5 separate regions of the Mus musculus genome follow, and all the other regions are linked to region 4. Evidence: chromatin contacts called from public HiChIP or PLAC-seq and promoter capture Hi-C data. All regions are on one chromosome and are shown on one strand. Each heading gives the region's core, a stretch centred on a gene start, on an enhancer-like site or on the middle of the called end of the contact. The rest is flanking DNA. Distances are from core to core; before and after follow the strand shown. Region 1 overlaps Gm32333 (a long non-coding RNA gene). Region 2 overlaps Prrx1 (paired related homeobox 1). Region 3 has its middle 40 kb from the start of Gm32333. Region 4 holds the start of Gorab (golgin, RAB6-interacting). Region 5 has its middle 23 kb from the start of Gm32333.

What was found. Promoter capture Hi-C pulls out the DNA fragments that hold promoters and counts their contacts. HiChIP or PLAC-seq counts read pairs in DNA pulled down with a chosen protein or histone mark.
Region 1: a contact with region 4 is called in a promoter capture Hi-C map of 3T3-L1-derived adipocytes, with 6 times the contacts expected there. The contact joins the enhancer-like site here to the promoter of Gorab in region 4. A contact is called at or near these places in 8 of 39 promoter capture datasets (the 3T3-L1 cell line, 3T3-L1-derived adipocytes, the SN4741 cell line and 4 more), 1 of 15 datasets of contacts at CTCF or cohesin (the NIH/3T3 cell line), 7 of 484 Hi-C or Micro-C datasets (adipose-derived mesenchymal stem cells, embryonic fibroblasts, myocytes and 2 more), 6 of 115 datasets of contacts at active chromatin or transcription factors (the NIH/3T3 cell line, craniofacial prominence, embryonic fibroblasts and 3 more) and 1 of 9 other capture datasets (adipose tissue).
Region 2: an H3K4me3 HiChIP or PLAC-seq map of neural progenitor cells shows a contact between it and region 4, with 3 times the contacts expected there. The contact joins the enhancer-like site here to the promoter of Gorab in region 4. A contact is called at or near these places in 4 of 39 promoter capture datasets (the 3T3-L1 cell line, hippocampal neurons and liver), 1 of 15 datasets of contacts at CTCF or cohesin (the NIH/3T3 cell line), 3 of 484 Hi-C or Micro-C datasets (cerebral cortex, nephron progenitors and ventricular fibroblasts), 1 of 115 datasets of contacts at active chromatin or transcription factors (neural progenitor cells) and 1 of 9 other capture datasets (adipose tissue).
Region 3: a contact with region 4 is called in a promoter capture Hi-C map of cranial neural crest. The contact joins the enhancer-like site here to the promoter of Gorab in region 4. A contact is called at or near these places in 7 of 39 promoter capture datasets (the 3T3-L1 cell line, cranial neural crest, frontonasal cranial neural crest and 3 more), 1 of 484 Hi-C or Micro-C datasets (the C2C12 cell line), 1 of 115 datasets of contacts at active chromatin or transcription factors (forebrain) and 2 of 9 other capture datasets (adipose tissue and pancreatic islet).
Region 5: a promoter capture Hi-C map of second pharyngeal arch cranial neural crest shows a contact between it and region 4. The contact joins the enhancer-like site here to the promoter of Gorab in region 4. A contact is called at or near these places in 6 of 39 promoter capture datasets (the 3T3-L1 cell line, cranial neural crest, frontonasal cranial neural crest and 3 more) and 1 of 9 other capture datasets (pancreatic islet).

Annotation. Positions count from the first base shown.
Region 1 is chr1:163,571,900-163,576,429 of GRCm38.p6, reverse strand. The region is part of intron 1 of Gm32333 (a long non-coding RNA gene); the gene reads left to right. Among named protein-coding and RNA genes, the nearest start is that of Gm39689, 5.1 kb to the left of the region's middle. Within about 2 kb of position 1,824, at least 81 of the 459 cell types and tissues checked have an H3K27ac peak or open chromatin away from gene starts, as enhancers often do. A contact at or near this core is called in 3T3-L1-derived adipocytes, the NIH/3T3 cell line, adipose tissue and 7 more, where this site is marked.
Region 2 is chr1:163,254,846-163,259,753 of GRCm38.p6, reverse strand. Prrx1 (paired related homeobox 1) reads left to right here. Exons shown (of 4, transcript NM_011127.2): 3 at 1,812-1,993. Among named protein-coding and RNA genes, the nearest start is that of Gm20471, 23 kb to the left of the region's middle. Within about 2 kb of position 2,238, at least 13 of the 459 cell types and tissues checked have an H3K27ac peak or open chromatin away from gene starts, as enhancers often do. A contact at or near this core is called in neural progenitor cells, where this site is marked.
Region 3 is chr1:163,655,547-163,660,430 of GRCm38.p6, reverse strand. No RefSeq gene overlaps it. Among named protein-coding and RNA genes, the nearest start is that of Gm32333, 40 kb to the right of the region's middle. Within about 2 kb of position 2,065, at least 16 of the 459 cell types and tissues checked have an H3K27ac peak or open chromatin away from gene starts, as enhancers often do.
Region 4 is chr1:163,401,112-163,405,493 of GRCm38.p6, reverse strand. Gorab (golgin, RAB6-interacting) reads left to right here and starts at 1,825. Exons shown (of 5, transcript NM_178883.6): 1 at 1,825-1,971. The coding sequence starts at 1,911. Gm24940 (a small nuclear RNA gene) reads right to left here and starts at 3,211; the gene lies at 3,092-3,211.
Region 5 is chr1:163,638,870-163,643,577 of GRCm38.p6, reverse strand. No RefSeq gene overlaps it. Among named protein-coding and RNA genes, the nearest start is that of Gm32333, 23 kb to the right of the region's middle. Within about 2 kb of position 2,732, at least 7 of the 459 cell types and tissues checked have an H3K27ac peak or open chromatin away from gene starts, as enhancers often do. A contact at or near this core is called in second pharyngeal arch cranial neural crest, where this site is marked.

The DNA.
Region 1 (4,530 bases), core at 575-3,074, 170 kb before region 4:
AACAGAGAGAGGGAAGGTGCAGAAGAGAGAGATGGGGGTGGTGAGAAATGAGAAAGAAAGGAAGGGAGGGAGAAAGAAAGGTAGGTGAGTGTACCCTTCCCCCAAACTAGTGCTGGCAGCACTCCTGGGAACAACTTATGGGACAAAATACTTTAACTTGGCAATAGTATGGTCTCACCAATGTCCTCCTTATTGTACATATAGCTGAGACTCTTCCACAGGAGTTCAATGGCCAGATGTAGTAGGAGATTATTTTGACCTTGCACATAGCAAAGCACACAGCACAAAGCTATTCCTACTAACTATGTGGGCCAACGCCATCATCTGACTTGTTTTTTGTTTGTCTTTTTAACTCTGCCCAATTTTTGAAAGGCTCAGGGTCTGTGGCGTAGGAGGAAAAGAGACCTAAGAAGCCTGGGAATTGTGTTATCTGGGAGGGTGTCACATGGGTTCTTGGCTTCAAAGGACTGAATCCCTGTCAGCTTTGGGCAGGGGTCCCCTTGGTGTTGGGGAAGGTCCAGGGAAGGTGTTTTCACTAGAGAACTTGAGAGATGCTGTAGCCTTAGAGTCAGAGCCTATGCCGTTCAGTTCACTCACCCCTTCATGCCTTTGGTATTTATGATGCTCTCCTGGCTTGGATCCAGGAGACTGTAGGGCCAGGGCTGGCAGCATCCCAAGGGTTGTCTTTGGAGACATAAAGGTCATTGAACTAACCCAACCTTGAGTAGACATGATTGTTCCACAGGAGTCACTGAAAAAGAAATTAATTAGAGTTCTATAGGTTTTTTTTTTTTGCGGGGGGGGGGAAGTCTTTGTATAATACTCTCCATTTTCTAATGTGATCTTTTTCATTATCAATTTATATAAATTTTAGATGATGGTTGTCCAAGCTCTGCTCTTAGTGGGGATTGTGGGATTGAGAAAAGGATTGATTAAGCAGCCTATCAGCTTTATGAATGGTACTGCCGTGGTATGAAACCGAAAAAACAAAACAAAACAAAACATGCTATCATTTTAACTCCATTGCTCCATAGTTTCAGTATGGAGTATTAAACAGTATTAAAATGTTTGCTTTTGTGCATACTATTTGCAGCTCTTTCCTCACATACACATGTGCAAAGTGGTAGCAAAAACAACCCCCAAAAGTTCCATGTAGTGGGCAGAAGTCGAGGGGAGAGGCCTCAGCACAGTTCCCACAGTCCACGAGTAGATAGAGCAGAGTGTTATTATTGCCTGTCACAGCAAGAGGATATTATTCTATAGAGCAATATTAACGAGCAGCTACTGCGCCAAGAAGTAAAGGGTTAAGCCGTGTTGTTCATTGTCACATGATGCTGGGAAAGAGCTGAGCAGGAACCTCGGGATCCAGGGATCAGGAGGAGGCACATCTTGCCTGCACATGTGGCCTCTACCACTACCACTTCAAAGTGCCTGCTCGGACCGACATAACATTCTGACGCCGACTGTAAATGCCCTTGACACGCAGAGTGGAAAATATCAAACACTCCACCAGTCCCCAAAACGCAGTGTCTCAGCACTGGGAAAGGCCTTAATGAGCCTGCAGAGAAGGGGAGGGGGGGACAGAGGGGAGGGCTCCGAGCCAGAGAGAGGGGAGGAGGTGGAACAGTGCAGCCCCGGGTGGTTCTGATTTAAGGCTTGTACTGATACATGCCGGGCGTGTGCAATTGGGCTCAGACCACTGTGAATTTGAGTACCCCAGGACCTTGAAGAACATCCCTAGGCATCAGTTCCAGGCCTTTCTGAGTCAAGTCCCTACTGAATCTGTTTTTCCTTGCACATTCCAGAGCACATGACTCGCAAATAGAACTTCTCAGCACAAAGCTATTCTCTTTTGCAAAGGCGGCCCTGTGCCTTGCTTCTTCCCACAGCTTCCCCTTAGTGCAGATGCTATGTGGCTGTGTCTTCTCTTGGGAAACTTTTCATAGTGGATATAGTTGGCTACTTAGAAGGTCTCTTTCATCCCATCAAAGGGTATTTTTATTAGAAGTTCTTTTCCAGAGAAGCTGTTGTTTTAAGTTACCAGTGAACCCTCTATATAGTAACTTAGTCAATTGGACAGTCCAGACAAAGAGAAGATAAGAGGATGGATTCCTACTCCAGACCCCACCTTCTCTCAGCCTTATCAGTGGACTCTCACACAAATAGATAGGCTGGATGGTTCATTCTTTAACCTCATTCACTAGTTTTGAAGAATCGGAGTACATAAAATTCATAAAATATATTTCTTGACCTCTGAAGACCCTCAAACAATAGAGGAGAGGGATATATAAAAGTAATGACAGACTTTTGTGTGCAAAGCTACAAAGTAGCTCTACTACAAAGTGCCCCAGAACACAGGAGAGGAGGTAGTTGGGACAGTCTATGCTGCTGTTGGGCATTGAGAAGTCTTCCCTGAAGCTACATTTGGCGGAACTGGCTTGGATGTTGGTAGCTGAGAGAAACAGCCAGTGCAAAGACACAAAAGGAAAGAGTTCGAGGGTGGAGAGGATATCAGTCATGTTGAATTTTAAAAGGACAAGTTCAGTGTGGAAGAGCTGAGAGAGCAGCCAAGGTAGAAGAACCTGGAAAGGCAAAGCAAAAGCCAAGGCCTCCTGAGCAATCGCAAGAGCTTTATGGAGAAGCTCCATCCATCCCAGATGTAGACACATCTAGGGAAGGAAAGAGGAACTAGAAAGGGGAAAGGCTGGAGGCCTCCTGTGCCTACTGTGCTCTTTTAGTCTTAAGAGTGACCACTCATCTGCTGTGAGGTGGCATGGGTGGAGGAGAGATGCTCTTCCACCCCTTACCCTTCACCACCTGCAGCAAGCCCAACTGGCCCCAGAGTAATGAAAGTGGGAGAGCTGGCCCTGTACCACTTGAGAGAGTAGGTCTTTACCTCACCGGGGTAGCACAGTAGGAATGGTCGGTGTGGTGTGAGCACAGGCGAGCTTGCCCCTAGGTGTGAGAGCAGCAGAACTGTCCCTGCTCCTTGTAGGCTGGTGTGGGAGAGCTGAGGAGCTGAGCAACTCAGCTACCATGTATGCTCAGATCCAGGGCTCTGAGTTGGCCCACCCCACCATCTATGCCATCTCTGAACTGATGGAGCATGTGCAGGGGGCTAGTCCTGCAGACCCAAAACCTACAGGTTCTCCATGACACACAGCAACAATAGAGTATCTGAGTGGAGTCCCAGTGAGGTTCCAGTAGTGATAGTATATCAAAAGCTAAAGTGTGTCAAACCAAACCAACGACTTATTACAATGAACATTTGCAAGTAAAGATGTGTAGACAAGAGGGTATACTGTGTGATACACTATAGCTTCCACAATGAAATTTACTTACTTATTTATTTATTTATTTATTTATTTATATTTTTTATTTTCTTATGTGGGGGATGTTTGTTGCAAGGGCAAAGGGTGGATATGAAGAGAGGAGGATATGAGTGGAATTGGGATTCATGACATGAAAGTCATTAAGAATCAGTAAGAAGTAAAATACATACACACATATATATACATATATGATACATATACATAAATATGATATATGTATGCATATACGTGTATATATATATAATTTAAATACCTAAAGGGGGTTGTCTTTCATTCTTTTTGCTTTATTTGACTTGGTTTTATACTCTGTAACTCAGACTACTGGCCTGAAACTCAGTCTGTAAGGTCAGACTAGTTTTCAACTCACACCAGTCCCCCTGCCTTACTTTCCAAGTCAGGAGGCATCACCTCTCCCCAGCTCATTCCCACCCGCTTCTCTGGTCTGCTGAGCTCCCATTCAGTGGGGCTTAGCTTCTGCATTCCCAGTGTCCCAAGGCACTCTCCTCCAGTCCTCTACCACTGCTTTCTTCTTTGTTGACCCTGTGTTCCGGGAGACAGAACTTGGGGAAGTCATCAAAACCACTGGTCCATTATAGACCTGCACCCCAGGGGGAAGACTGAGGAAGAAGCCCAACCTCTGTAAGAGAATGAACGCATTCTTATGTAAACAAGGAGATTTTCACCAGAAATAAATACACAGACTTACAAGTGCGTTCTGGTACCAAGCTTATGTCAAACGGGCCCAAAGGGACCTGTCAGGGGTTTTCCTGTAAATTACATTGGTATGTTTTTGATGGTGTTTAGTGGTTACAGGTCTCCCAGTACAATAACATGGCAACATAAGATGTGTGAGCAATTAAAAATGGTAACTGAATTCCTTGTGTTAGAATTTTTGCAGGTACAATCTTCAGAGATTAAAAAAAAAATTAATTGTCCAGGGAGAGGGGACTTCTGGAAGAAGAGACAGATGACCAATGGTTTTTGCAAAAGTTGAATTGTCAGAGCAGGAGAGAATGACTGACCAAATTTATGTGATGAAAACCAGCAGATTGAAGAGAATGTAACTTTAAAATAATTAATGGGGATGTTTAAAAAAGTATTTCTGAGAAAGATTATAGACAGTGAAAACCATTGCTTTGTTAGTAATATTGGCTTTTACTATCTTAAATGAAGACTCAGTTATTTGCTTTTGGAAACT
Region 2 (4,908 bases), core at 989-3,488, 150 kb after region 4:
TAGCGTGAAAGTAAGGTGTCACTGGATGTGGTTGACACTCATCTACTGTGTTGTATCTCTGACAGGCATAAGCCTAAGACACACTAAAAAAACAAGTGTGGCTTTACGATAAACAGAGAGCTAATTCTTGGACAGTGATATTTTGTGTGTGTGTGTTAAGAAATTTTCAGTTTAGTTTCCAGTAGGAAGGTGGTAGAGGGTATCAAACAAGGCATCAGTTACATTTACATTTAAAATGGTAACTCTAATGGCAATGAATTGTTCCTATTACAAAGGAAAGATCTGAGGACTGGGCAGATAGGGAGGAGGTGTCTAAAACCACCTTTGCTGATTTCCATCCAGGCCCTGCATGCTGCATGATTCTATGGGGGGCAACAGTCACATGGCATTTTAGGTAAATCTTGTCCCCTAGAGCAATTTATTCCCACACACCAGCATACTTTCTAAAAACTTGACCAAAAATATTTGGTTTACATATTTAGATGTAGATACACATCAGGCTTCAACAAACTTTGAACTGCTTAAGAGCAGTCAATAAGTCCTCGCCATCTCTTTCTTCCCATTTAGTACAAGGTCTGCACTCTAATGAGTACTGCATAGAGCATTCTTGAATGAATATAATAAATGAATAAAATCACATTGCAGTCTGGAAGAATTGTATGGTCATGGGCTAGATACCCTTAAGTAAAAATAAATGCAGTTATCATTAGCATGAACTTCAGGATTATAACACATTTCCTCAACTTTAAAGTAGAAATGATAAAACCCAACATGCAGAATTATCATGCTAACTAGAAATACCGTAAGTCACAATGTTGGTTACTAGTCCTAGTATCAATTTAAATATGTTAAGAGTTTATAATTAGTTGTTGCAGATCCTGTCCGGCTATGCACATCCCTTGAGATGTACAAATAAATGTCCTCCAACTGAATCTCAGGGCTTAGTGCCTGATGTGTTTGTTTGTTTGTTTGTTTTTTCCTCCGTGCTGAGAGTTCCTGTATAGAATGTAGATAGGTTTCTCTGTCTGATTCAATATGGTAGAAGTGCTGGGACCCTAAAGCCAGGACCTAGTGTACAGATCCACCCTTGAGGAGAGAGGGATACCCCTAAACATCTATGGTCCCTTAGCCTTGGTCTACAGAGTCCCCATTTGGTTGGGCTCCATCGGGGTTGCCAGTTTACTGGAGCGCTCTTTAGTGGTTCTTTTTCTTTTGTTGCGCCTTCACTCCTCCTATGGCTTTTCCTGTACCTTTTCTATGGATAATTTTCTTCTTAATCCTTGCCAGAAGGTGTGGGGAGATAGAGAGTTTTCTTTAAATAATGAACACAATGGAAGCAGATAAAAATTTTGAAGAATCTTTAAAATGCCAAAAAAAAAAAAATCAAACCTATTGTATCCATTGCCAACATCTAAGGAAATTCTAATTTTACTGAATATAATTTCAACAGGGTTTATAACCAACATTTTATTGTCTTCTGGAATGTTCATAGATTCCCATCTCTGGATTTTTAATTACTACAATTATTTCATGGTCCTTTTGTGCCGGGCCTTTTTTATGCTAAGCTCTACCCCTGAAGAATTCCACAGATACAGAGGTTTAACTCTAAAACTCATTGCCTGTGGAAGAAGGATAACACTGCAGGATTTCTATGATTTTTAGGAAGGGGTCTAGACTCATCTTGTATTTTTCTTGAGAGGGCATTATATAGTAAAAAGATCAACCAAAGTTTTATTCATGTAACCTATTGTTGTTGTTGTTGTTGTTCCTCTCCCTCTTGACATCTTTCTGCCCTCCTAACAATCTTCCAGGTGTGGTTTCAGAACCGAAGAGCCAAGTTCCGCAGGAATGAGCGAGCCATGCTGGCCAATAAAAACGCTTCTCTCCTCAAGTCCTACTCAGGAGACGTGACTGCTGTGGAGCAACCCATCGTACCTCGTCCTGCTCCCAGACCAACCGATTATCTCTCCTGGGGGACAGCCTCTCCGTACAGGTGAATGACTGGCCCACTCTCTCTTGCTCCACTTCCACACGCTCCCCAGCCATCCACCACTCTCAAGGCTGCTTTTGCAGCTGGCTGACATTCCTTACTGGGTTTACCTCTTCAGAGACATTCAACTTGCTGGCATCCACACACTTTTTTTTTTCCAGGAGATTTCTAGTTGCCCCAGGAGCAGGGCTTGGGGCAGAAGAGAGAGGGGCAGCCACCAGCAGTCTCCTTCTGGACTCAGGAATTCTTGCCAAGGTTGCAAGACTGGGAAAGAATATAAATGAACAGATCCTTTGTAAACTGTGCCCGATGGCCCTCTTGGAACCATTCTGGAACAAAAGTATCCCATTTAAGACACATTTGCTGTGTTATGGCCAAGTAGGGAATCAACGTGTAATTACTCCAAGTGTAGGACTAAAGGCACTCTTCACAATAAATCTGATTTTGAATGAAAAGGAAAGGAGGAAGGCTGGAAGGGAGGAGGGGTGAGGCAAGGATGGAGGGAGGAGGAGGAGGAGGAGAGAAAGGAGTGAGACAGGAGGGAAAGAGGAAAAGTCAGCAACAGAGAAGCTCATTTTAATCACTTTCATGACCCTAGAACTTTGTTAGGGAGAAGGTTTTCTTTAGATTCCCAGTACTTCCTACTCCGTTTGTACTTCTTATGTATCCCAATCTCTCTCTCTCTCTCTCTCTCTCTCTCTCTCTCTCTCTCTCTCTCTCTCTCTCTCTCCTGTGATATGCTTTAAATAGAAAAGAAGAATACACTAAACTTTTATATTAAGAAGGAATCATTTACAGCTGGAAATAATAGATGACTATTTCAATCCCTATCTGGACACTTTCGCCCTCCATTCATGGTGCCTTTCAGAAATCACAGGTTGACATAAACGCACCTAGGATTCCTGGACTGAACCCGATCAGGCTAGTATGCCTTTCTTTAAACCTTGGAGAAACCCAAGTCAAGGCTATTATATATCCTGCCCAGAAGAACTATGTTCACATTCATTTTTCTATTGAATGACATCTGTGTATCTTTTTAAAGTTAATGCTTGACCCATGGAGGGATTTAAAACTGGTTACAGGGAATTGGGCCCAGATAAAGATGAGAAATGCCACATTTGTGAAACACAAGTGCTTTGACACACTTGATAGGTGCCACTAAATCCCAAAGCCTCATCTAAATGCTCTCTCAGGTCCAAGTAAGTTCTTCAGAGAAACGTCGTAGATGCATTTGGAAGTTTTCTACACACCCCTTGTGAACTTAGCCTGAAGCAGCTCTGATCTCAACGATAGGTATCTGTGTCTGTAAGAATGAGAGAAACCCATGTATGTTCTGGGTCTTCATTGGCCCAACCCTTGTGGCCATGTCTATGTTACCTACTTGATATTTAGATGCTTCTCCTGTAGAACTTACTAAAAACACATTTTGGAGACTGTTTGTGTATAGCATATTCTATAATATTTTAAGTAAGAGAAGGACTGTTTTCCCTACAACTATTGGTAGTCCATAGAGTCAGTGAACAGGAATATGGGTATAGTTCAGAGGTGGTGCATTAAGCTCTCTGGTTTGAATTTGCGTCTACCCGGGAAGTATTGCTCCTTTTTCTCCTTATGTCTTCTTTGGGATTTTTACCCCAAGCAATTAACCATCCAGATGGCTGCCATGTGGTCCCTACTCATGGAGCTGAACACAGCATACTGCACAAATGGAAATGAGATCCTTCCTGAACTAGCATCAAGTTAGGCAATCTGAACCAAAGAGACATGCCCCAGTGTGGGCATCTAGCAGAAACTAGTAACATGGGGGTTTGGTGTGCCTTTTGGGGAAATATTCTATTTTAATTGAAAAAAATATAGAAATTCTATTTTGAAAATCCACTCATAATCTCACCATCTTGACATTAGTTAGCTCATTTTATGATTAGAGTCCATTAGTTTATATAGGGATAGTCTTAGTGTATATATTATTTTGTATTATGCTCTTTTATCGTTTAAAACTGTGTAACTTAGTACTTTATACTAATTTCGTGGTATGCATTTATTTCTCTTATACACAATGTTTGTAAAAAAAGCCAATTGAAGCAATATAGAAGCTAATTGTTCATATTTTGTATGAAGAATAAAACTAATATCCAATATAAGTAAAAAAAGCAAAAGTTTAAGGCCACAATTTAATCAATGGTATGTTTCTTTGACCTATTGTTAACTGAAGTGTTTTTAATCTCATTAATTTCCAAAAGTGTCAAAGACTATTCTGTTACTTGGGGATGTTTCTGCTATGTTTAGAATCAAATATATTATGGTTTTACAGTTTGAAGCTTTCTAGGAAACATAACTGTTATTGAGGAAATATATATATATAAAAGCAAGAAATAATGAAAAGCAAAGGCGATGACAAACCTTGTTGTTTCTGTCAGTACCATCATGTCAAGCTAGTACCTCACATGAGATATTCATTAAAAGATCTTTCTCTTGGTCAACCTTTAGAGCACTCCTGTGTGATAGCTCTATTCTTGCTCTGGTTCAAAACAAGAGGAGACCAGACACTTCCCCCAAGTTTAAGTCTCCAGCAAGCAGAGTTGGAACAGTACTTTTGGGCCTGATTTCTACCCAAGTCACTGGGCTGCATGACCAGCCTATCCTATTCAAATTTAACATTGCATTGTATTGGAAAAGCCAAAATGTATAAGATTGGGAAACTATCTAAATTCTACCTCATGGCTCAAGCATTCTTTCTTGATCAGCAAAATTTGTCTAAAGCTGAGGTCTCTATCCTAGGGTGTGGCATCTTAAGGCAATGGCTTACATGGTTAGCTCATGAAACCAGGGACAGAGAGCAGACTCTTGTCAGAGAGAATGGTTTTCTGACTTCTATAGCTTGTCTCAGGAGAACAGGAAACCAAGTCATAAAAGCAGTT
Region 3 (4,884 bases), core at 816-3,315, 250 kb before region 4:
ACTAAAGTGATTCTGTGTCATTTTAAGACCTGGGGCATGTGTAGCTGTAGTGTATGTTACTCATTTGCTACCAGGTAACTGGTATGGTCATGCCTATGATATTTTTGAAACATATGTGATGACGGAGCACTATCAGGATGACTCTCTTGTAGAGAATTCCCCAAGATCTTCCATCACCACCTGCTATGTGTAGATATGGTGGAAGTATATCTTTCAAAAGTTCATGCTCTTGGAGCTTGGTCCATATCATAGGATACTGAGGTGCTCAAACTCTAAGAGGGTGGGGCACCAGGGTAATTATTAGGACTTGTGGCTACTGTCATCAGCAGGAATGATGTCATCAGTTGGTCTTATGTGGTGAGTTCTCAGGAGAGCAAATGTCTACAAAACAAGGCTACTATCCGTACCCAATTCTATTCTGCACAGGACCCATTCTCTTCTGCACAGGACTTTGCAATTTTCAACTATGTTATTTTATATCTGAGGGACTGGGAACAGAATATAGCCTTTAAAGATATGCTCCGAGACTCACTGCCTCCAATTGTGCCCTGCCTTTCACAATTCTCACTACCTTCCACAGCATATTAAGTTATGAATATATCTATGTCCATTAAAGAGATCAGAACTCCTTGATCTGCTTTCCCAACGTGCCATTTGCTGGAGACCAAGTCTTTAACACACAAACTTTGGGGACAGGGAAGCGGGGATCATATTTACACCATAACATTGTCTATCTGAAATACAACTTTGACTGGGTGTTCTGTGTCTTATGACTGATTTTGTCTGGCCATTCTATTTCTAAATTTGCCACTGTCCAGATCCCACACTTTAGAGAAGACATTGAAAGTACTGAAGAAGATAAACTGTTTGAAATGATTAGGAGTATGCGTTGGCATTTGAGATTCCCTAGATATTTATTCTTTATTAGATTACCCTCATGTAAGTAAGACCATTCATTTCACTATCTGTATTTGGCTTATTGCACTTAGCACAGCATCTTCTAGTTTCCTCTGTAATCACACAAAAACACGAATCCACAGGATTAGACTGTAGAAAAGTGGTACCCAGAGGTTGGGGCGGAGTTAGGTGACAGAGAAAGGGAAGATGCCAGTGAAAGGTTCAACATTTGAGGGAAATAAATTTTAGCAATCTATTGTTCAATATGGTGATTAAGATTAACAATGCCTTGCCTATTTTAAAACTGCAATGAATAGATTTTATTTCTTCTTACAGCAAAAGAAAGTAAGTATGTGTGGTTATCCATTGATAAACTAGACAGATTTAATCATTCCACAATGACTATATATAATGTCCTGTATAGTCAGAGATGAAATAAATGAATAGATCATAACAGAAAAATATAAAAATGAGCCATGTTCTCATTGTTAATATGTGTTGACGAAAGCAACTGTTTGTGTACTGGAATATTCCATGACATGTAGAGGTAACCACTTCTCATATACCCTTAATCGTTAGCAAGGTCTACTATTACTGTACACCCTGCTGTATTTTGGGTATTATTCTCAGCCTTTCTCACAGATTATTTTCCTTGCTTATTTCAGTGAGCTTGTGAAAGAAGCATCCCACTGCCCACTCTACAGAGAGTTGGGCTCACAGTTGTGGGTCTCACCTTTTTGTAAGCACACCCTCATCATATGTAGCTGCTGATTCCAGAGCTAGCTCTTACTCCACACACCAGTAGGGCTACACCATAGCAGAGGGGGGCTTTTTCATATTTAACAAGGCCACTTTCTTTAGCTCCTCTCTAGCCCCAGGGAATTGATCTTGCTGTGCACCTGGGACATTGGCCATTCCCTTTTGCACCCAGGGCTGATTTAATTGAAACCTAAATATGCTTTACTAGTTTTACATGTTAGCACTAAAAGAGAGAAAAAAAGTCCCCTGTTTGCCTTTTAGCTCAGGCAACCCTTTGGTTTTATAGGCTGGTTTTAGTAAGTAATTATTCTGGTAATGCCAAGGCCTCCTTTATGGGGCTGTAAATGCATCCTAGCCAACTCAGAATAACAAGGACCCTAGCCAGCAGGCAACACTTTAGCTCTAGATGAGAGGTGGCTGTCAGCCTCTGCAGGTCTCTCTCTTTCTCTGGAAACCTCCTCTGAAACCACGTGACGCAGGGGAAAGAGGATCAGATAATTGGGATCTTTATGATGGTTATTACGAAAAATGTTCTGGAACCAATTCAAATACCAATCAGAAACCACATTGTTCAACTAAATCACTCTCAGATGCCATATAAGATACAAAATACAATTATTTCCAGTTTAAAAATATAATGTTCTTAAGGAAAAAAACTGTATTTTATTTTATTTTATTTTACAAAAAAAAAAAAAAAAAAAAAAAAAAAAACCAAAAAACCTGCTTTGGCTGGAATTCAGGCCCCGTCACAGACGATGTACAGACAGAACTCACACTGCTCCCTTCAATTCTGAGCCTGGAGACCTCACTGTAATGCATTAAAAAATCCCTTAAAATGGATGTGACGGCTGTTTTCGTTGTGTATTACAGAAATATACAGAGTTCAGAGGCTCCACAGTTATACTTTGGGCATGTATGTCATTAAAAGAATAAAAAAAGATGATGGCCAAATGTTGTATTAAAATCCCATTAGAATGGCTGGGAGGAATTTATGGCTCCAATCTCTTTTATCTGACAGGCGTCAGTTTGGTGATAGAGTTCTCGCTCCTCCTTCTCCTCTTTGCATCTCCTTCTCTCCTTCTTTTCTTCTTTTTTTCTATTTCATTTTCTTCTCCTCTCCCACACCACTTCTTCTCTCTCTCCCTCCTATTCTTCCCTCCTTTCCTTCCTCCCTCCCTCCATCCTTCCTTCCTTCCTTCCTTCCTTCCTTCCTTCCTTCCTTCCTCTCTTTCTATTCTCCTTTCCTTGCCCCCTCCCCTTCCCATTTACTTCATCCTTGGGCTCTACTTGTCCATAGGACATCTGGGGATTGTCTTTACTGAGGGAAAGACAAATATTATCAGGTTTCTGTCAATATTTGCTCCTCCTTCAGTCCTCTGCTTTAGGCACTTTAAGGAGTGATCACTTAGTCTTTTTCCAGATAGACTTCTCTCTGGAGCTGAGGATTTGTTAGCTCTGTGCTTGTGTATACAAGCCGTCATCACTGTGATGAGAAGGATGGGGGTTAACACACCGTGTGACCTCAGGAATGATTTCAGTTACTGCAGCTCCCACATGATACACATGAATTTTAATGGACTTGGCCTCACTGCTCTAGCCTGGGGTCAGTGGTTCTCAAAGCTAATCTTCTACAAGCTGACATGGGGCCTGAAGAAGTTGTTTGTTCTGTCAAGAGAGGTATGGATTCTTGTCTTCTGATCTCCAGGTCATGCTGTCATCCTCTACGGAATGGGAGGAAATGCCAAACCATTACAGAGTATAGAGATACTGAAGGACCAGTGTGGAGAAAACGGCCCACTAAGAATGGCTACATGGTCTCACAGGCAGAGCAGTAGGTGTCTGGAGGTTGGTTCTGAGTCAGTTTTGATGCAGTCATAGGGACACCTGGCAAGAAGCCCCATCTCTCCAGTCCATTTATCTGCCGAAGAGAAGAGGGCTGTCTCTGAGAATCTGTGACTCTGTGAAGCCACCCTGGGGGATTACAGGGAAATAAAAATATTGTGGTGGCTCTCACAACCACAGCTACACAGAAGTAGCCAGTGGTTAGAAAGGGATACATTGTGACTTCAGAGTCACAGGGAAGAGATGAGTTCATGCCATCACTGTGAATCAGCCTATAAAGCCACTCGAGGACAAGCACAGTACCACGTGTCGCTGATACCTCGCCTCTGTAACCATTTGGCACACTCAATGAAAAAAGGATAAACTTTACGTGATATTCATGTTGAGAAAGATAGAGGAAGAAAAGGAGGATGAGGAGGGGTAAGAGGAGGAAGAAGAGAAGGGAGAAGAAGAAAAAGAGAAGGGTAGGAAGAAGAGGGAGAATTCTGAAAGGTGGTTTGGAAACACAGAGAGCAGCATATTGTTACAGAAGTCAAAATGGAGAGCACCCGAGGAAAACCGTGTGGTCAACATGTTGAATGTGACCTAGTGTCCCTCCATCATTCAACTATCTACTAAATCAGCAGGCGAGCTTTTATGATTTAACATGGAAAACTATGTAAAAGTATGTCGTACCTTGTAGCTTAGGTCAAGCTTGTTTCAAAGAGGTAATTCATTCACAAGTAAAACTTGTTAATTTTCAGTGTGAGCAGGATGAGTTTTACACACACACACACACGTACAGATACATACACTCACTCACACATACACACACACACACACACACGTACAGATACATACATTCATTCACACACACATACACACACACACATACACACACACATACACACACACATACACACATACACACACACACATACACACACACACATACACACACACACATCTACATTTACAGACACATTGTGTAGTGATAACCACAATCAAATAACATATCCATTACTACCTACAGTTACCATGTGTGGGGGTGTATATGCATGTGTTGATGACATTTTTAATGTACTGTTATCATATTTCAAGTAATCAGTCAGGAATTTCAAGCATGCTACTTGCCTGTGAGCTGTAGCAAACACGAGCTCTCGCAAGTTTAATGCGGAATAAGCATAATGCTGAAGGAGATTCTTTTCATTAACAATTACTGAGAGACAGCGGATCTGATCTTGCCGTTCTCTTTGCTCTAGACTATCTTGCCTACTTCTTACCAACATGACTTACTAAGTGAAAATGGATAGATTGGGCTAGAAGCTGGTAAGTGAATACACCAAGACTCAGTAGAAAGACACTACCCTGGCATGAAAACAGTTCCAATGGCACCACTGAGTGAAG
Region 4 (4,382 bases), core at 576-3,075:
ACACAAAAATGTTCATCATGGAACTTAAAAGAATATAAAAAGAGAATACTACAAAAGCTAACTACTCAAGTTTGAGTTTCTTACATATAATTGAAAACAAACTAGTAAAGAGCCTGAAAAGAAGAGAATATATAAAGATTAGAAAAACACAGCCTACTGCTCTGGAGAATAAGGAAGCCTTTTGTGTGTGAGAAAACAGTAAATACCCTTTGTGTATATGGTGGTAGGATCCAAATTTACTACACAAATGGGGAAAATTTCCCCTTAAATATAGTTAGTATAATGTGAGTGAGACTTCCAGCAAAACTCTCAACTGAGATACTCTCTCAACTCAGAACCAAGAACTCCCACAGAGCAAAGACTTCTGGAGCTTAGTTCCCACCAGTATCTCCTACAGCATTTGACAAAAGTGAACTCCTTGAGGAAGGGCCAACAGAACAACAAATAGGAGATTTGGAATGTTGCAAGGGGGAAAGTATAATTTTATACAGATGTATTTTATTGGCTTTTATTATCTCTTGCTGGTGCCTTGATTTGCATTCACAAGCAAGGCAAAACCTTTTAAAATACCATAATTACTGACTCTATTAAGATTAGTGATAAATCTTGTCTTATAGAAAATGTATAAATAAAATGTAACAGAAAGCACACAAGTAGGTTTAAAATTGTTGTTGAGTCACTAGTAAATGGTTATTGTGTGCAGAGGGCAAGCTGAATCCACTACCAGATTGTGACTAATACATTCTATTCTGGAGTTAATGTATATCTGTTTACACATTTAGTCTATGTTCAAAACTTGAACGAAACTAATCCTTTTGGATGGTATTTTGCCTTTCAAATATATTGAAAATAAACTCATCTTTAAGATAAGCATGTGTGGCATCCTTGAATTTTGGAAAACCTGTTACATTTCAAAGTTCAAAGATTACAAGAAAGATGTCAAACTTTTTTCTGATACTTATATAACTGAACTGCTCATTTCAATTGCTGGTGTCATATTTTATTTTCCAGTATACTCCTTTACTTCAACTTGATTAAAAATATTGACTCTCGAGTCGAAAATTAATATTCTTTAAAAAAATTTTCAATGTAGCCAATGTAATGTTTTCAGTTGTTTTTAGTAAAAATAATGAAAAAAAGAAATGGTTTAAAAAACGCTGACCTACACATACATGGACAAGCTTTGCATCTTCTAATTTTCTAAACTCTGCTTAAAACGGAGAAATGGAAGCTCAAGAAGATAGCTTTAGACAAAAGAAAAAAAAATCACCATTTAGGACTTGAGTGTGGTGTGTTGAGGGACTTCTATAGGCAGGAGGAGACCAGCAAAATATCTTGGCATAAGGATTAGGTTCTTAGACTCATTCATCATAGAAACAAGAAATCGAAATCTGCTAGATGTTATTGTCTAGAAGTGAACTGGCCAATGCTTAAATCTCAACCCTACACCCTGTTTCTCCATGACTTAGAACCTACAAGCCAAGGATGCTCCGGTACCGCCCACCTCCCAGGCAATACAGGCTCCGCCCAGCTAGTCAGGCAGTTCCGACCTGTAGGCCTCCTCTGTCACTGCCGCTCTACCTGTTTTCCTCAACCCTTCCTCATATTCCCATAACCCCCACTTCCCCCCAAAGATATAAAGCAAGAAGAACTGGAACGTGTAGCAGAGGCCTGTGAGTGGAAGCGAAGGCCGTGCTTTTGTAGTCCACCGAGTCAGGCTTTCAGGCATCGCTCGGGGCAGCCCCACAGGTACCGGGTCCCTGAATGCAGAGGGAGGCCTAGCGCCACAGTTCGGCACGCTGATTGGCTGTTCGCCGCGCCACTGAAGGAACCCGGATGTGCCTGTGGAGCTGTGTTGGCAGTCTGCGCGCGGAGATTTGGGCACTCTTTGGGTGCCCAGGGCTAGGCGGATGGCTCAGGATTGGGCGGGCTTCTCTGAGGAAGAGCTGAGGAGACTAAAGCAGAATAAAGGTAAGGTGTACTTGCGCGCGGGTGTGGAGTCTCGAGTCTGAAGGACAGGAGGCCGTCTTAGTGGGCGAGGGGGCGTGGGGGCTGGAACTCCAAGTTGGGGGACAGGGGTGGTGGGATTCCCTAGGTGTCTTTGCTGCAGAGGCCAGAGGGACGGCCCAGGGGTTTCTCTTTTAGCATCTGTTTTCTGATGATTTGATGTTTTCCTGTAAAAAGGAATGAGGTTAGGAAGAGAAAGCGAAGCCACCACCTGAATGGCCCCTAAGGGAGGCTTTTAACCCAAACCAATGGTTGTAAACTTGGGTTCAGGGTGAATGAAGACTAATACTGCATATACAGCATCATAATTGTGAACTTATAAAACCAGATATTTGGGAAAGGTGTCATGAGAGTGAATCAACGCAGAAGAAGTGGTATTTATGATCCATCCGCATTGCCTTTACTTCTGGCTACCAGATGAGTTTGCATTTCTTTCCAGTTCTTGGGAGTCAGCAAACTAAAAGGACTTTTCGAGAGGTTAGATTTGAAGTGCGTGTGTGTATTTGTGTGTACATGCACAGTGCACTTACATGTCTGTCTCTTCTGCCTTCAGGGACAGTGGAAATCTGCTGCCCCGGATGGGGCGGGGGGCTTTCTGGAATAATTATAGATCACTGTATGGGCTTGCGATAACGCTGCTTCTGATTTATTAAGTTTTCCAGTACTTGGTAGGAAAGGATGTAAAATGCTCTTGACCTGTGATTGCAATTTCACAAAAATGTCTGTGGTAGGCTTGGAAATGCCCATCACTTCTGTGAGAACTTTGTGCCACTCTTGGCAACATTTTAAAAAGTACCTTAAGGATAAAATTAAATTCTTCCATGTCTATAGTTTGTGAGATATCTGGATATGTCTTGGGTACTTGGAATATTTAGCCTAGATATGTGAATTATCTAGGACTGACAGGTGCAGAAGGAAGTAAATTACTAACATGGGGTCAATGTGGGGAAGACTGGACTGGCTGATCTTTCTTAGTACTGTCATGGAATTATCATGTCAGATGTGTTCCAACTGATTCTGTCCAGCTGGCTGTTTTCAGGTTCTTTCCTTCTGTAACTCATTCTCCATTCATATACCTATATGTACAAATGCAGGCACCTAGATCTGATCTGACTCAGTTCTCAGTATTTGAATCAGGTGTGTTGTCTGGTCCAGGGGCCTCTTCCGTCCTTGTCATGGGGAATGCTAACCTGCCATGAAGCACAACGTCTGCCTTAGAGATGTCAAAAGTAGCAGGACATCTTTGCCCTTAGAGACCTTGTAGATTCATGAGACAGACAGTACAATAAGGTGGTAGCCATAGAGCAAGTTCACGCTGAGGATTTAATGGACACTGGGGACATTTCATGGAGGTTGAATCTTGGCTTTAGCTTGATTTGACAAAGGTTTAATGTAGGACTCCAATATGTTTGTTATCTAAAAAGTATATTTTAACTGTTTAATTTGGATTTGGTTAGAAGGTGATGAGAACCTAAACTTTAAGGCCCGTCACTTGGTCATGAAACGCTAGACTGTGGGTATAAAATCACTCATCTATGACATCTGTAAGAACAGAAGTATCTTCCAGTTTTTATGTAGCCATAGTGGAACACAGTGATCAGAACAAAAATACCAAGTCTCCTTGGTTTCCCATTTTTAAAGCTGCAGAAATCGAGTCCTCCTCGCAGCTGTTAAGAATGCAGTTAAATAATCTAGGAAGATGGGATCTGTTGCCAGCCAAAATAAGTACAGGGTGCTTTTGAGACACTCGAATGCATAAATGCATGTGCAGTCAAGAATGTTCTTAGCCACCTTGTTTATAATATCCAAAAGTTAGAGACAAACGAGTTGTTTGCTAGCAGATGAGAGGATACATAATATGTGTTAGATCTATTGGTGGGACTCTATTAATCGCTAGTCACATTCATTAATAATGAATTTGTATAAATTACATGAATATTTGCAAAAGCAAGTTGTGGCTGAGTAGATAATAGTCTAAAAGAGTTTATATATGAACAAAATTAGGGAAAGCAGGTGCATTTTGAGAGTAGCTGAAGAATATCAAAGGAGTGAAGCAGAATTGGTAGAGAGGCAAGGGAGTGTGATGGGAGGGGTAAGTCTATACAGAAGCACCGCTAATTAATATATTAGGCAAAAGCAGTTTTAATTGAAGCAATAAAAAAACCTTTAAAACAGCCAGTTGTTTAAAGTAATGAAGGTTTATGTTTCAGTCTAGTGTCACGTGTAGCATGGGTTGCCAGTGAAGCTGATACAGTCATTCCATATAATCTTCTGATGCTGTCACATGACAGTCATTTTGGTAGGAAGAAGAGAAGATTGGAATTAGAACATTGGCAATTAAATGCTTTCACTAGCAAATAACTTTAATAAAAGTA
Region 5 (4,708 bases), core at 1,483-3,982, 240 kb before region 4:
TTAATTAGGTCTTAAAGTGCTGTCTAGTTTTCATCTGAAACAAAACAAACAGAACAAACCGAACAACATCAACAAAACCTTTCTTTTCAAACACCCTACAGATCATCTTTTGGAAGACTCTGAGATAGCTTTCCTTGGAAGATAAAAACACCCAGAACTTCCCTTCACTGTGACACCTAATGTCTCACCTACGTTCTATTTAAATGTAGAAAAGTCTTCTGTCTGTAGATGAAGCAGAAGCATTCTAAGCAAGGCTGGCAAAGTTGGAGGCTGGGCAAAGCCCCAGCAGTGGCAGTGGGCAAAGCCAGGGGGATAGGAAACCTTGAAAGGAGAGGAGTGGGCAGGAAAGAGAGATGCCAGGGGAAGGAGAGGTGGAGCACATTGGGAACACAGGGCACCGCTCCTCAGACTTCGTGCTTGTGCTATCGTTACCTAAGTCTATTTAGGGAACTTTCCAAAACACAGGGCAGCTCTGTGGCTCTGGCTTTCAGAACTTATGTAACCAATTGTTTGGGGAATGGGTTGGAAAATTCACAACAGAACCAATTTTTTTTCAAGGGAATGACAGTTTAACCAAAAGATCAAAGGTTTGGTGCATAGGGGCTAATTTTCAGAAAGCCTTTCAAATTGTGAAGCTTTTCTCCTTGTTATAGTCGTCAAGACATACTAAAATGGTCATTTCATGCACTTAGCAACAGCTTTCTTCTTGGTTCGCAATGTCCTATGAATGTCCATGCCTTCCAAACCCATGAAAACAAAGTTGGCAATTGGGTGATTGTCTCCCAGACAATGGTATGCAGAGACGACCAGTTATTGAGTTGTGTTGTCAGAAAACTATATTGCTGGATTTATTATGATTTTCTTTTGAGGCTGACAAGATATATGGTGGGCTGGAAAAGAAGATGCCTTGCAAGAAGAACCTGAGGCATAGTCAGAAGGGTGGGAAGGGACGTCTCAGTAGTATTTGGAGTGCTCCCAATCCATTTACCAAACCAGTAATTAGCTCTAAGACCCAAACAATACAACCATATCAGGAGTCTCTATGCTAAACAAGTTAGTACACCCATTGCTGTTGAAGATACAGCTGATAAGCATCAGCTGTTCCTTTATGTCTTAATTTGTGTAATTAACAGAAGGCAACACAGAAACTTCAAATAGTGATTAGCCATCTATAGTAGTCAGAAGATTCATAGTATTTATTTTGATGTTAATGTCTGGAACCAAAAACCCAATTCTTCCAAGAATTTATGACTCATTCTGGCAATGGAGAATAATTCAGACTGGGGACCCATCGAAACCATCCTCCACCACATGAGAGTTTGCAGATTCATTGTTACTGCAACTTGGATTGGGATTCAAAACTGCATCTGGGACTTATTAAACCACCAAGCCCAAGGGTTGATACATATTTTGATTATAGTTAAACTTACCTGGATTTAAAAAAATTAGCTATTTTCTGACATCTTTCTCTTCCTTGAATTGTACTAGTTGAATTGTTCTGTTGCTGTGATAAAACACCATGACCAAGGCACTTTATGAAAGACAGTGTTTAATTGCCAGAATGTTAGAGTGCATGATGGTGGAGTGTAGGCTTTGTAGTAGGTACAGCAGAAAGCTCACACCCCAACACCAAAAGCAGGAGCAGAGAGCACCTCGTGAATAGAACAAGTCTTTTGAAACTTCAATGACTGCCTCCAGTAACATACTTCCTCCAGCAAAGTCAGCCACACCTCTTAATTCTTCCCAAATAGCCAACAACTGAGCACTAAGTATCCAAATGCCCAAAAGACTTATGGGAGACATCTCACACCACAGGAATCTTCACATTACGTATTATCCTTGAAAGTGTTCACTCACATTGAGTACCTGTGGAAATCTATTTTCAAGATGCTGAATATTCCTAAACAGGAATTTTCCTTAGAGGAGGATATTTAGGCCTTTAAAGATCAGTGATCCAGGATTAACTGCTTTGGGTTCAGCCATTTATCGTTGAATCATCCATACAACTGCTAAACCCTTGCTTTCTCTTCTAAATCCACCATCATCCAAATTGAGGAAAATAGAAATTGAAACGATCTACAGAGAAATTCATCTGGCAATCCAGCTCCTTCCCCACCCCAAATTGAAGCAGCTCATTCTAAGGATGATTCACCAATCACAGTTGAAGGGTTTGGATAACGAAAGAGCAAAGTGGGAAAGGGTTAGGTAATTGTCTATATCTAAAGTTCACTGTAAAGAACAACACGATGATTGACTCACACTGCAATTGAGTTAAGATGGTTCCTCCAGAAGAAGGGGACGATCAGACACAGTAAATTTACAAGGGAGGATTCCAAAAAATAACATGTGTTTCTCCTCACCCTGCTTATAATTTCAATTAGGAACACACTGATTAACCCCAGAACACAGCTCTTTTAGGGGAGACTCTTAACGTCTATTATCCTAATTTCATGAACTCAGAGGAAAAAGGGAGACACTTAGAACTCATTATAGCAAATTATGCAAAGCTAAGCCTCTGACAGGCTGTGTCTATAAAAGGACACGAGACTGGATTTTAATTTCCCCTGGAAGGATGAGGAACTCTGAATTCAGCAGTTGTTTGCATGAACTGACTGCTTCCCGACCTTCTTGTCCACTCAAATAAAAGGAAATGCTACATAGCTGCCTGAACTTTGACAGCGTGGTAAGGAGTTCATTACGGAAGGCTGCGAGAACAGTGGCCACAATTCATCAGAGAACATGCATATGAGTGTGATGTGATACCAGGTGTTCCGAACTCAGCATAATGGTATGAATGAGAACACAGCTTGTATCCTAATTCTCTCCCATATTGGATCCATTCATTCCCATTTGCTTCTATCAGCTGTGGCCAAATCACCTTCCTGACATCTGTGGTCCCTGCTCTGCACCCTTGTTCAGTCTCTTGCCCCAGGGTGAGTTTTAAAAGGCAGACTGTATTAGCTTCCGCTGACCCCACTTAAAATTCATCAAAATTCTCATTGTGCTTTGGATAAAATACACAGTCCTTGTTCTATGCCAGCGCTTCCTGAATCTCCTTTCTCCCAAACACTGATCCTCCTTAGGTTCCTATTTAAAAAAAACAAAATCCTATATCCAGAAGGTCCTTACCTGGACATCTCCTCTGCACACATGGCCTGTCTGTCTACTAGCCAACAAGTACCATGCTTCATAGATATCTCGTTAGTCTGTGACCATTGTTTTTTATCTCACTATCTGTTTACTTGTCTTTAACACTCATACTACCTAAAAGTATTTTTTTTAATATTTTGTTCTTTGAGAACCCCAAATATGTATACAATATATATTGATCATACATAGTCCCCCACAGTTCCCTCTGAACACCCTCCTGAATATGTCTCTATTTTTTTTGTTAGCCCCTGAAACCAACTGCTCTTTCTCATATGTGCACAGATGCGGGGCCATCCACTGGGTTGTGAGAAAGCTACCAGTATCCATACCTCAAAAGAAAAGTGAGTCTCCTGTTTCCAGCTGCCATCAATTGACAATAGCATTGACATAGGGGTGGGGCCTCAGCAGCTCCTTCTCTTGTTTATGCTAGAATTTTTAATTGTCTTGGTCTTGTACAGAGAACCACAGCTGCCATAAGTTCATGTGTGTGACAGCCATGCCATGATTAGAACAGAACATTTCATAACATTCCTTCCTAGCCTCTGGCTTTTATATTTTTCTGCCTTTCTACTTTAATGGTCTCTGAATAATCTGTTGAGATAGATGCTCCATCTATGGCTAGCATTTAGTCAATTACTTTCTACACTTTGAACATTTATGAGTCTCTACATTAACCGTTATTCACTGCAAAAAGAAACTTCTTTGACTTAGCTTGAGGGCTGCATAAATCTATGGGTATAAGCATGAATGTTTAGAGGATAATTTGACAATGTGTCTATTTGGCAAAATAACAGTAGTAAGTCCCTCCCGAAGGCTTATATGCCTTTCTTCTCTGTTGGATTGGGACGTTAAATGTCAGGAAGCTAGTCTGTCTTTTATATTTTTATACTGAAAGGATTTTGAAGAATGCCTATCATATACTAAGTTCTCAATGGTTGAGTGTTCAGCTCCCTGACTGTCTTTGTTTAATTTACAAGTTAATACTTCCATGTCTCTTACAGGAACCAAATGCTCACAGGACTCTGTGGAATTGTGCCTTTGGGTTTGAACTGTGAAATCATTTTGTAGCTGAAACAAAATTGTAATGTCAGCTTTGTTTTTTAAAAACCATGTAGGTAGGGATTTACAGAGCTTCATTTTAGAGGCCAGTAGGGTTATGTCATTGGAAGTGAGGATTAAAATAGTGTTTTCTGAATGATCATTATGGAGTGAAGAATGGATAAAAAGCAGGTGGTAAGATTATGTACAGTGTGGATCTGCAGAAAAAAAATGTGAGATTCAAGCTTAATTTCCAGCCCAGGCCACACTTTCAGTTGTGCTCATAGTTAAGGCTCATTCTTCATGATTATAAGGTATAGGAAACAAACAATATTTAAAAATAATCAGATTATAGTATTGAGATCATTAAATGACATACATTATGTAAAATACATATCTACAGAATAGTGTTAGTAAGCAGTAAGTTGTCATGGCAGACATTTTTAATAATGCATCTAATATTATACTTCCTTTTTCCTAGATAAGAGAGCCCTGGCTTTCTTCAGGTTGGTAATATGTG